2 separate regions of the Sus scrofa genome follow, and region 1 is linked to region 2. A link is a contact called in public HiChIP or PLAC-seq data. All regions are on one chromosome and are shown on one strand. The core of a region is the stretch at or near the end of the contact, and the rest is flanking DNA. Distances in the headings are between cores, read along the strand shown.

Region 1 (4,310 bases), core at 1,009-3,508, 400 kb before region 2:
GCTAAGTTTGGGGGTGCGGTTTGCCACGTGGCAATAGCGAATAGAGAGACTGAAAGATTCAGGTTATAGGACAGAGGTTGTTGGAGGCAGAGCTAGGAGTGGAAGCAGGCTGCTTCTTAATCCAGGCTAGGAGTTGTCTACAGTACCAGACTACTGAATCCACCTATGTGGCCTTCCGCTTGGGAGCGGGTCCTCTGTCCTCTGAGAAAGTAATCTCTGGTGCATTCTAGCCCTTCAGGGAGTCAACAACAACTTCAAGGATGAGTAGATTACATTCTTATGCAAAGAAGGTCCGTTTAGATTTTGCAAAATCAGTCTCTGTTTTGGGAGACATAAGAAACCATCTTTGGTTGTTCTGTAACTATCTGGTATCTCCATCTGCCTGCTTTTTACATAAAAATTTCATAAACCAAATCACATTAGCGCTATTTGATTTTCTATCTTAATATGTGGCTGTAAAATGAAACACTACCCAAGGTCACCTAGAGGTAGTGAGAAACATCAGCGTGATTTCCTGATATTGTTTTGACTCTGGGCAGCCTTTGGGGAATGTTCTGAGGTGCTTCTCCCTCCCACCCACCTTGACTTGATGCCTCACCTCTAAGGGTTGTGTCAACTGTTGGCCTGTGGCTTATAGATGCTTGATTTCTAACACCATGCTCGTTAGCAGGCTTTGCAAAATCTCATAACTCTATAGTAAGAAAGGTCACTGAACAATGAGACATTTAACATGTTTCCTCCCCATGAATGAAGTTTGGTGTAAAAAGAAGCAAAAGGAGTGCCAGAAATAAATTACCAGCTTATAAACATGTTTATTAAATGCATCATACTTGGAACACCAGATGTGAGAATGACAAGGGCTAAATGCCAGCAGCAGGGTTGCTAAGTAAATTATTTGGCTTGTTGCTGGTAATGAGAGGCTGCACTTGGTGGGAGTTGCCATGAAATTGCATGTTTCTGCTGTTTTGTTCCTCAATGAACTGTGATCAACTCTAGGAATTGTTTGGATAAATTTTCCCCTTGGTGTTGATAGAAAAGATAATTCTCTGTAAAAGAAAACCTTTAGAAGCCCCAATGTTGTTGCTGCAGCTTTTTTTTTTTTTTTTTTCTGAATTCACAATGATTATATCTTCATTTTTGGTTGTTACACAGCGATAAATAAGTGAAATTGCTTAATAAATGTATCAAATAGAATTTATGATTACCCCTAGTTCTCCCCTTTCCTCATGCCTTGCAAAAAAAAAAAAAAAAATGCTGTTATGACTCAGTCACTATACTATACGGCAGAAGTTGACTCAACACTGTAAATCAACTCTACCCTAATAAAAAATAAATTTAATTTAAAAATACTATGGATTTGAGTTACGGTCAAGACTTCGAATGAGCAGAAAGAACTTAGAAAGATAATCCCGTTTTGTGGTTACACTTCTCAAAGAATATTTGTAATTTCATTCCAAATTCTGCTTTTAAGAACAGTTCCCACTATAGTGAAGTGGGTTAAGGACTTGATGTGGCCACAGCTGTGGCCATGGGTCGCAGCTCTGGCTTGGAGTCAGTCCATGGCCTGGGAACTTCCATGTGTGTTGGATGCAGCCAAAAAAGAAAGAAAAAAAGGATGATCCTGTTTTGTTAGCATTTCAAATCATATTTCTGTTGCAGAAATGGGCAAATCTTACAATAAAGCTGCTGATTTGATTAGGAAGACTACTAATTACACACTGGAGCGACACCCTCCTGCACGATCTCCTATTCATAGAGCTGGCATTCTTCCCATTTCTTGTTTAGAAAAATAGTTTCTGGCTCTGTTGAGAAGAATAAGTCATCAGAAGCTCCAGTAAACAATGCTGTGTGGGGCGTCCATTTGAGCAAGCAGCTGTCCTTTGAAAATTGCCTTTATTGTTCGAGGCTCCCAATTTTGCAGTCAGGAGGTCCTGTAAAATCAATTAAGTAAGAGGATCTCTAGGTAGTCAGCACTGAGAACTGTTGCCCCAGCTGCCATTATTTGCCGACTGTGGCAGCTTACTCCTTCATTTCTGTGTCACTTGTGCACACGCGTGAGCCTTCACCTCCTGGCAGCAGTGTGGTCCTGCCCCCGCCCCCCTCAGCTTCTTTTCTTCAAGCTGGTTCAGCCCAGGCTGCCATCTCCGTGAGTCTTACCCCAAGTCCGGCTCTCAAGAGATGCCGGGAGAATGCCCCGCTGGGTTAAGAGGTTGTGGCTTTCAGGTGCTCCTCACAGGCAGGTAGGAAGCTGGAAGGAAGGAACACAAATTTCTGCTGTTGCTATGGCAACCAGAGCTGCTCCTCAGAAAGGCTGTTAAAGAGGATGGGCTCCTCCGGTCTTTTTATCTGTCTTTCTGTGTCTTGCCCTGGCTTCATCCCCTGTTGGGCACCTTAAGCAATCATCTCTCAACATCCTTACCTCCCCTGAAGGAAATCAGTCCCCCTGAGGCTTAAACAACCAAAGAGCCTTCATCCTTTAGTAAAGCAAAGATTCTAAATCCAAAGCCCATATTATAATATCTAATATTATGATGTTATGCATCATTTGGCTAGGTGGGGAAAGTTCTTGAAGGATAGAAAATTCATTCATTCATTCATTCATCAAGCACGAATTGAATACTCACCAATAAATACTGAAAAGATGCTAAACACCAGAGATTCAGAGCTGAGTAAGACTCAGCTTTAACCTCAGTCTGGTGGAAGTGCAGGTAAGGAAATAAATACGCACAATAAGATACTGCCGCTGTCTGATAAAAGTCTATCTGGGGGAGTTTCCGTTGTGGTGCAGCAGAAACGAATCCGACTAGGAACCATGAGGTTTGATCCCTGGCCTTGCTCAGTGGGTTAAGGATCCGGCGTTGCTGTGAGCTGTGGTGTAGGTCACAGACGTCAGTCAGATCTGTCGTTGCTATGGCTCTGGTGTAGGCCAGCAGCAAGAGCTCCAATTAGACCCCTAGCCTGGGAACCTCCATGTGCCTCGGGTGTGGCCCTAAAAAGACAAAAGCCAGGAAAAAAAAGTCTGTCTGGGGAGTTACCCTGTGGCTCAGTGGGTTAAGTGTCCAGCATTGTCACGGCAGTGGCTCAAGTCACTTCTGTGGTGCACGTTCCATCCCTGGCCCGGGAACTTCCACATGCCATGGGTGTGGCAAAAATAAAAATAAAGAAAAAAAAAAGTCTACCTGGGGCCTGTGGGGCATAAAGGAGGGGCAAGGTGTTCTATGGGAAGAGGTAGGTGAGGGATCAGGAAAGACTCATGAAGGAAGTAAGTGGAGAGAGAGAGACAGGCATGCAGTGAAATACACATTATTTCAGAGGCCTCTTATATGCTCTCCTGCATTCATTGTATTGACTTGATTTATTGGCTAGTGGGTTGAGACTTTGGAGGCCCAGAGTGCCTTTGTGAAATTTAGCATAAATGCAATTCGGAGAAGGCCAGGGGTGTCTCCCTGGTGAGTGCTTGGAAGGTGGAGGTGGTAGCAATGGAAGCAGGGGTGGTGGAGGACGTGAATGGAGGGAAACACTCAGGGACCCTCTTGGGAGGAAAGCTTGCATTAGAACATTCAGCTGGACCTTGGGGAGGGCAGAGTCGGGGTAACTGGAAGCTCTTGGGGGAGGAGTAGTTGGTATAATGTCATAAAGCCCCTGGGGGTGTGGGAACTGAAATTGAGTGTGGACACTGGTGGGAAAGGATTTGTGACCTTTATTAAAAGCAGTAGTCTAGTATCATGGTTAACCTCTGGACTTTGGAATTCATCAGATCTGGGTTTGTCTTGGCTCTGCTACTACTAATTGGAGATTTTGGACAAGTAGCAATATTTCTGGACCTGTTTCCTTAGCCATAAAATGGGGAATATATATATCTGTTATTGGTTGAATTGTGTCTTCCCCCAAAATATATTCATTGACGTCATAACCCCAAATAATACTGTATGTGGAAAAGTGACCACATTTAGAGACCGGGTCTTTAGAGAAATGATTAAGTTAAAATAAAGTCAGTAGGAGGGGCCCTAGTCCAATAGGACTGGTGCCATCAAAAGAAGAGGAAATGTGGACACAGGCACATACAGAGAGAAGATGGGAAGACCCAGGGAGAAGGCAGCTGTCTACAAGCCAAGGAGAGAAGCTGGGAACAGCTCCTTCCCTCACAGTCCTCAGAAGAAAGCAACCCTGCAGACACCTTGAACTTAGAATTCTAGCCCCTAGAATTGTGAGGAAGTAAATAAAGCTCTGTTGTTTAAGCCACCCAGTGTGCGGTACTTTTTTGCGGAAGTCCTGGGAAACTAATTCATAGAGTTATGGGAGAATTAAAA
Region 2 (4,782 bases), core at 711-3,210:
TTCGGAGTGGTTCAAGGACGAGGAAGATGAAGGCGTGGTTGGAGGACAGTGCGCCAGGGAAAAGAGCAGGGGGTGTGCAAAGACCGGAACACAAGGCCACCCAAAGGAGCAGAGACTTCCTATTGCAACCACACAGAGCTTTGAGGGTCGTTAAGCAGAGCAGGCTCTCTGGTTTAGCTCTGGATGGAACTGGAGACAAAGTCAAGTCCAGGAGAATGAAAAGTTGTTTTTAAAATTCTGACAAGAGAAATGCTGGGCTGAACAAAGACATCAAGCACCAGGGAGTTCCCTGGTGGTCTAGTGGTTAGGATTCAGCGCTTTCACTTGCTGCAGATTGGGTTCAAGTCCTGGTCTGGGAACTGAGATCCCACATCAAGCTGTTGCACCTCTGGCCAAAGATGTCGGGTCTGGGAGTGAAGAGGAGAGAGTGGAGAAATTCCACGAAGGCTGAATTGCTCAGAAAATGATAGCTCTTGATAGAGCCCCCAGCAAGTTGAAATGTGGACACCTGTCTTGGCTTTTAAGAATTTGGCATAGGGAGTTCCTGTTATGACTCAGAGGGTTATGGACCGGACTAGTATCCATGAGGATGCAGGTTTGATCCCTGGCCTTGGTCAGTGGGTTAAGAATCCAGAGTTGGAGTTCCTGTCGTGGCGCAGTGGAAATAATCCGACTAGGAACGATGAGGTTGCAGGTTTGATCCCTGGCCTTGCTCGGGGGTTGAGGATCCAGCGTTACCATGAGCTGTGGTGTAGGTCACAGTCACGGCTCGGATCTGGTGTTGCTGTGGCTGTGCTGTTGACAGGCAGCTGCAGCTCTGATTCTGTTTCCATATGCCACAAGTGTGGCCCTAAAAAGCTAAAAAAAAAAAAAAAAAAAAAAAAAAAAGCAGAAGATTTTGGTTTTTGCATGGGGACACACTAAATGAAATCTTCAAACAGGATTTAAAAATTTTACTTTCTTCTTCCTTTTCAGGGTGACTTGGTAGACCTTTTGTGCCTCCACATCTTTTAAAAATGTTGCATTTCACTTGGGTATGTGTATGCTCTTCCACAAATATGATTTCAAAAATAGAAATTTCAGGCTGAATGAGAACGAGAAGAGGTTATATTTGGAAGCAACAGGGATTCTGATATCCCTGGAATCACTCAGCCTTCGTGCCTCACAGTACTGCCAACACGGACACGTCTCCATGTCACTGTCCCACAAGGCGTTGACCTCTCACACATGGAAATAATCTATGGAAAGGAGAATCAAAAAAGAGTATAATATTCCAGTTTAAGTCAAGAGAGCAAATTCTTCAGGGCTTCATTTTTGGATAAAGATCATCCAAAAATGATTCATTAAACATTAATTTTCATCTCTATACAACTGCCTTCAGCTATATTTAAGAAAGGTAACTTGTCTATATTTAGAAAATTTCAACAGATATTTACATTCCTGTTCACCTTCTGCTGAGATATCAACAGAAGGGAGATGTCTCTGAATGATTAGTGTTCTTCTCTACAACTGGAAATTTCCATCCCTTCCAAGGAGTTTTCAGACTGTCTCCCTTGGGTCCAATGACTGTAGGATGCCAATTAGAACATGGCAAACAATGGGCTCAGGAGGCCTGGAAGAATTCCCAGTCATCTAGTGGGCTTGTCAAGGCTTCTTCTGGACAATGAAAGAAATGTGGGAAATGCAGCAGCTGCCTTAAAGGGCATATTGTTCCCCTCTGAGAGCTCTCTGTACGACGTGTTTTGATCCACTTTCAATTTCATAGAAACAGGGCGTCACAAGTCAGAAGGGGCCTTTCAAGGTCATTTAAATCTGTCTTTCCTTTTCCCATTTTTAACTTTACACAAAGACATTTAGACCAACAAGGATTTTTAAACAGTTACCCTGTGCAAGTTGCTGGGACAAGAATAAAGTCCCCTTGTACCGAGCCTTTGCTTGCAGTGGGCAGGAAAGCCTTTTCAGAAAAGGTAGGAGGTGAACTAGAAAGTGCTGTTAGATGGGATCTGGGCAGCCTGTGCTAGGAGAGCATGTGAGGCAGAGGAAATGAGATGCAGAAATGTGCAGAGGAGGGGAGAACAGAACCCAGTCAGCAAGACATCCGTGTACCAGTTGGACCTGATAGAAAGTTCACATAAGGAATAGGGGTTAAGGTACCATAGGTCTTTGCAACCACGAATCGGTAAGACTTGGACTCCGAAAGCAGTGAGGACTAATGATCAAAGCTTTTTGAACAGAGGTATGGACAATAAACCCATCCAATGATCAAGGAATTTACTCATGGAAAAAGGAAATAAAATTTACTCAAGGAAAAAGATTAATTCTGATTTAAGAGAAACTGGGGATCCAATATGCCTATTAAAGCAATCTATAACGATGACTTCAGCGTATGCCTGACAAGTTCAAACTCATTTCTAGGAAACCTGCCCAGTTGCCTGCCATGTAGGCCTATCACTGCCACCTATCAGAGATGAGAAGGAGCTGTCCTGGGGAATGGATATCAAAACCCTGAGGACTTAGGTGACATAGGTGGCAAAAGAAATTAAAGCAGGATTGAATGTGGGAGTGCAAGAGAAAATAATTGGAAATAACATAGGACATTTCAGCCATTTGGGAATATTGACAATTTCAAAGGCTATTTTGATTTTGGTCTCCCACCATTGAAAGCTCCATCATTACCCATGGCAAAAATATAGAAATACTCTTGTCACTTCTATTTACATTCTCTGGGAAAGATCATTCATGTCTATGTAGTTAAACCCCATATGCATGTGGGCTTTATGAGCGCTAGAGCCGGAGGAAAGCGTTAAATGCCCTCCTACGTGGCTAGTGGGGATGTTAATATAAAACAAATAATAGATAACAATTATTCCCAAACCCCCAATCCATCCCTCCCCTTCCACCCTTCCCCCTTGGTACCATACACTTGTTTTCAAAGTCTGTGTGTCTTTCTGTTCTGTAAATAAGTGCACTTGTATCATTTTTTTTATTTTATTTTATTTTATTTTGTCTTTTGTCTTTATAGGGCCACACCCATGGCACAAGGTTCCCAGGCTAGGGGTCTAATCAGAGCTGTAGCCACTGGCCTACACCACAGCCACAGCAATGCTAGATCCGAGGCACATCTGCCACCTACATCACAGCTCAAGGCAACGCTGTAACCTTAACTCACTGAGCAAGGCCAGGGATCAAACCACCAACCTAATGGTTCCTAGTTGGATTTGTTAACCACTGAGCCACGATGGGAACTCCTTGTATCATTTTTAAATTACACATGTAAGTTATATCATATGATATTTGCTTTCTCTGTCTGACTTGCTTCACTTAGTATGAGAATCTCTACATCAATGCATGTTGCTGCAAATGGCATTATTTCAGTCTTCTTATGGCTGAATTATATTCTGTTGTATACATGTACCACATCTTCTTTATCCATTCTTGTGGCAATGGACATTTAGGTTGCTTCCATGTCTTGTTATGGTAAATAGTGCTGCAGTGAACATTGAGGGGTGCGGGTATCTTTTCAAATTTTGGTTTCCTCTGGAAAGATGCCCAGGAGTGGGATTGCTGGGTCATCTTGTAGTTCTATTTTTTTTTTTTCATCTTCTTCCTGCTGATTTGGATACAGCCTCATCAGCCCTCTTTCTGTTCTCTAACCTTACCAAGTCTGTTTTCATCCTAGGGTCTTTGCAACTGCCATTTGTTCTGTCTGGAACCTTTCCCCCAGATTTTCACACGTCTCATCCCCTCCCTTCATTGAATTCTCAAATTAAAAAACAACTTCTCAGAGAAACCATTGTTGCTACCATTTCCATATCTTCCACATCCTCGACCATTTTCCATCACTGCAAAATCCCTTGTCATGCTTCATTTTTATTTTTTTCGGGTGCTTGTGAAAGTTCCCACGCCGGGGATCAAACTTGTGCCACAGCAGCAACCTGAGCTGCTTCAGTGAAAATGCTGGATCCTTAACCCAATGTGCCATAAGGGAACTCCAAATCATGCTTCATTTTTATTCACAGAAACCATAATTTGTTCACCTGTTTATTTATGATCTGTGCCTACCCGTAACCCATATGTACTGTGATTATATTATCTGTTTTATTCACTGCTATATCCCTAATTGCCTAGGTCATTGCCATAGAGGGCACACAATAAATGTCTGTGTTTTGTTTGTTTGTTTTGTCTTTTTAGGGCTGCACTGTGGCATATGGAAGTTCCCAAGCCAGGGGTTGAATTGAAGCTACAGCTGCTGGCTTATGCCACAGCCACAGCCACATGGGATCTGAGTGGCATCTGTGACCTACACCCCTGCTCATGGCAACACCAGATCCTTAACTCACTGAGTGGCTCCAGGGATCAAACCCACGTTCTCATGGATACTAGTTGGATTTGTTACCACTGAGCCACAATAGGAATTCCTTTTTTTTTTTTTACTTTTTAGGCTGCTCCTGCGACATGTGGAAGTTTCCGGGCCAGGGGCTGAATTGGAGTTGCAGCTGCTGGCCTATACCACAGCCACAGAAACACCAGATTCGAGGGGCATCTGCGACCTGCATCGCAGCTCACAGCAATGCTGGATCCTTAACCCACTGATCAGGGCCAGGGATTGAACCCACCTTCCCATGGATCCTAGTGTGGTTTGTTACTGCTGAGCCACAACAAGAACTCCTGCTGCTTTCAGTTAATTCATTAAGGCAGAAACCCTCTTGGTTATGTATAAGATTTAATTTACCTTGGCACTCCGTGAACCAGACCTTCCTGCTCTTACAGATTGTTTTTTCC

The links. HiChIP or PLAC-seq counts read pairs in DNA pulled down with a chosen protein or histone mark.
Region 1: an H3K27ac HiChIP or PLAC-seq map of skeletal muscle shows a contact between it and region 2, with 9 times the contacts expected there. The contact joins two enhancer-like sites. A contact is called at or near these places in 2 of 2 datasets of contacts at active chromatin or transcription factors (alveolar macrophages and skeletal muscle).

What each region holds. Positions count from the first base shown.
Region 1 is chr5:77,983,964-77,988,273 of Sscrofa11.1, reverse strand. The region is part of intron 17 of RPAP3 (RNA polymerase II-associated protein 3); the gene reads left to right. Among named protein-coding and RNA genes, the nearest start is that of RPAP3, 80 kb to the left of the region's middle. Within about 2 kb of position 2,258, at least 12 of the 83 cell types and tissues checked have an H3K27ac peak or open chromatin away from gene starts, as enhancers often do. A contact at or near this core is called in skeletal muscle, where this site is marked.
Region 2 is chr5:77,582,524-77,587,305 of Sscrofa11.1, reverse strand. No RefSeq gene overlaps it. Among named protein-coding and RNA genes, the nearest start is that of AMIGO2, 61 kb to the left of the region's middle. Within about 2 kb of position 1,960, at least 17 of the 83 cell types and tissues checked have an H3K27ac peak or open chromatin away from gene starts, as enhancers often do. A contact at or near this core is called in skeletal muscle, where this site is marked.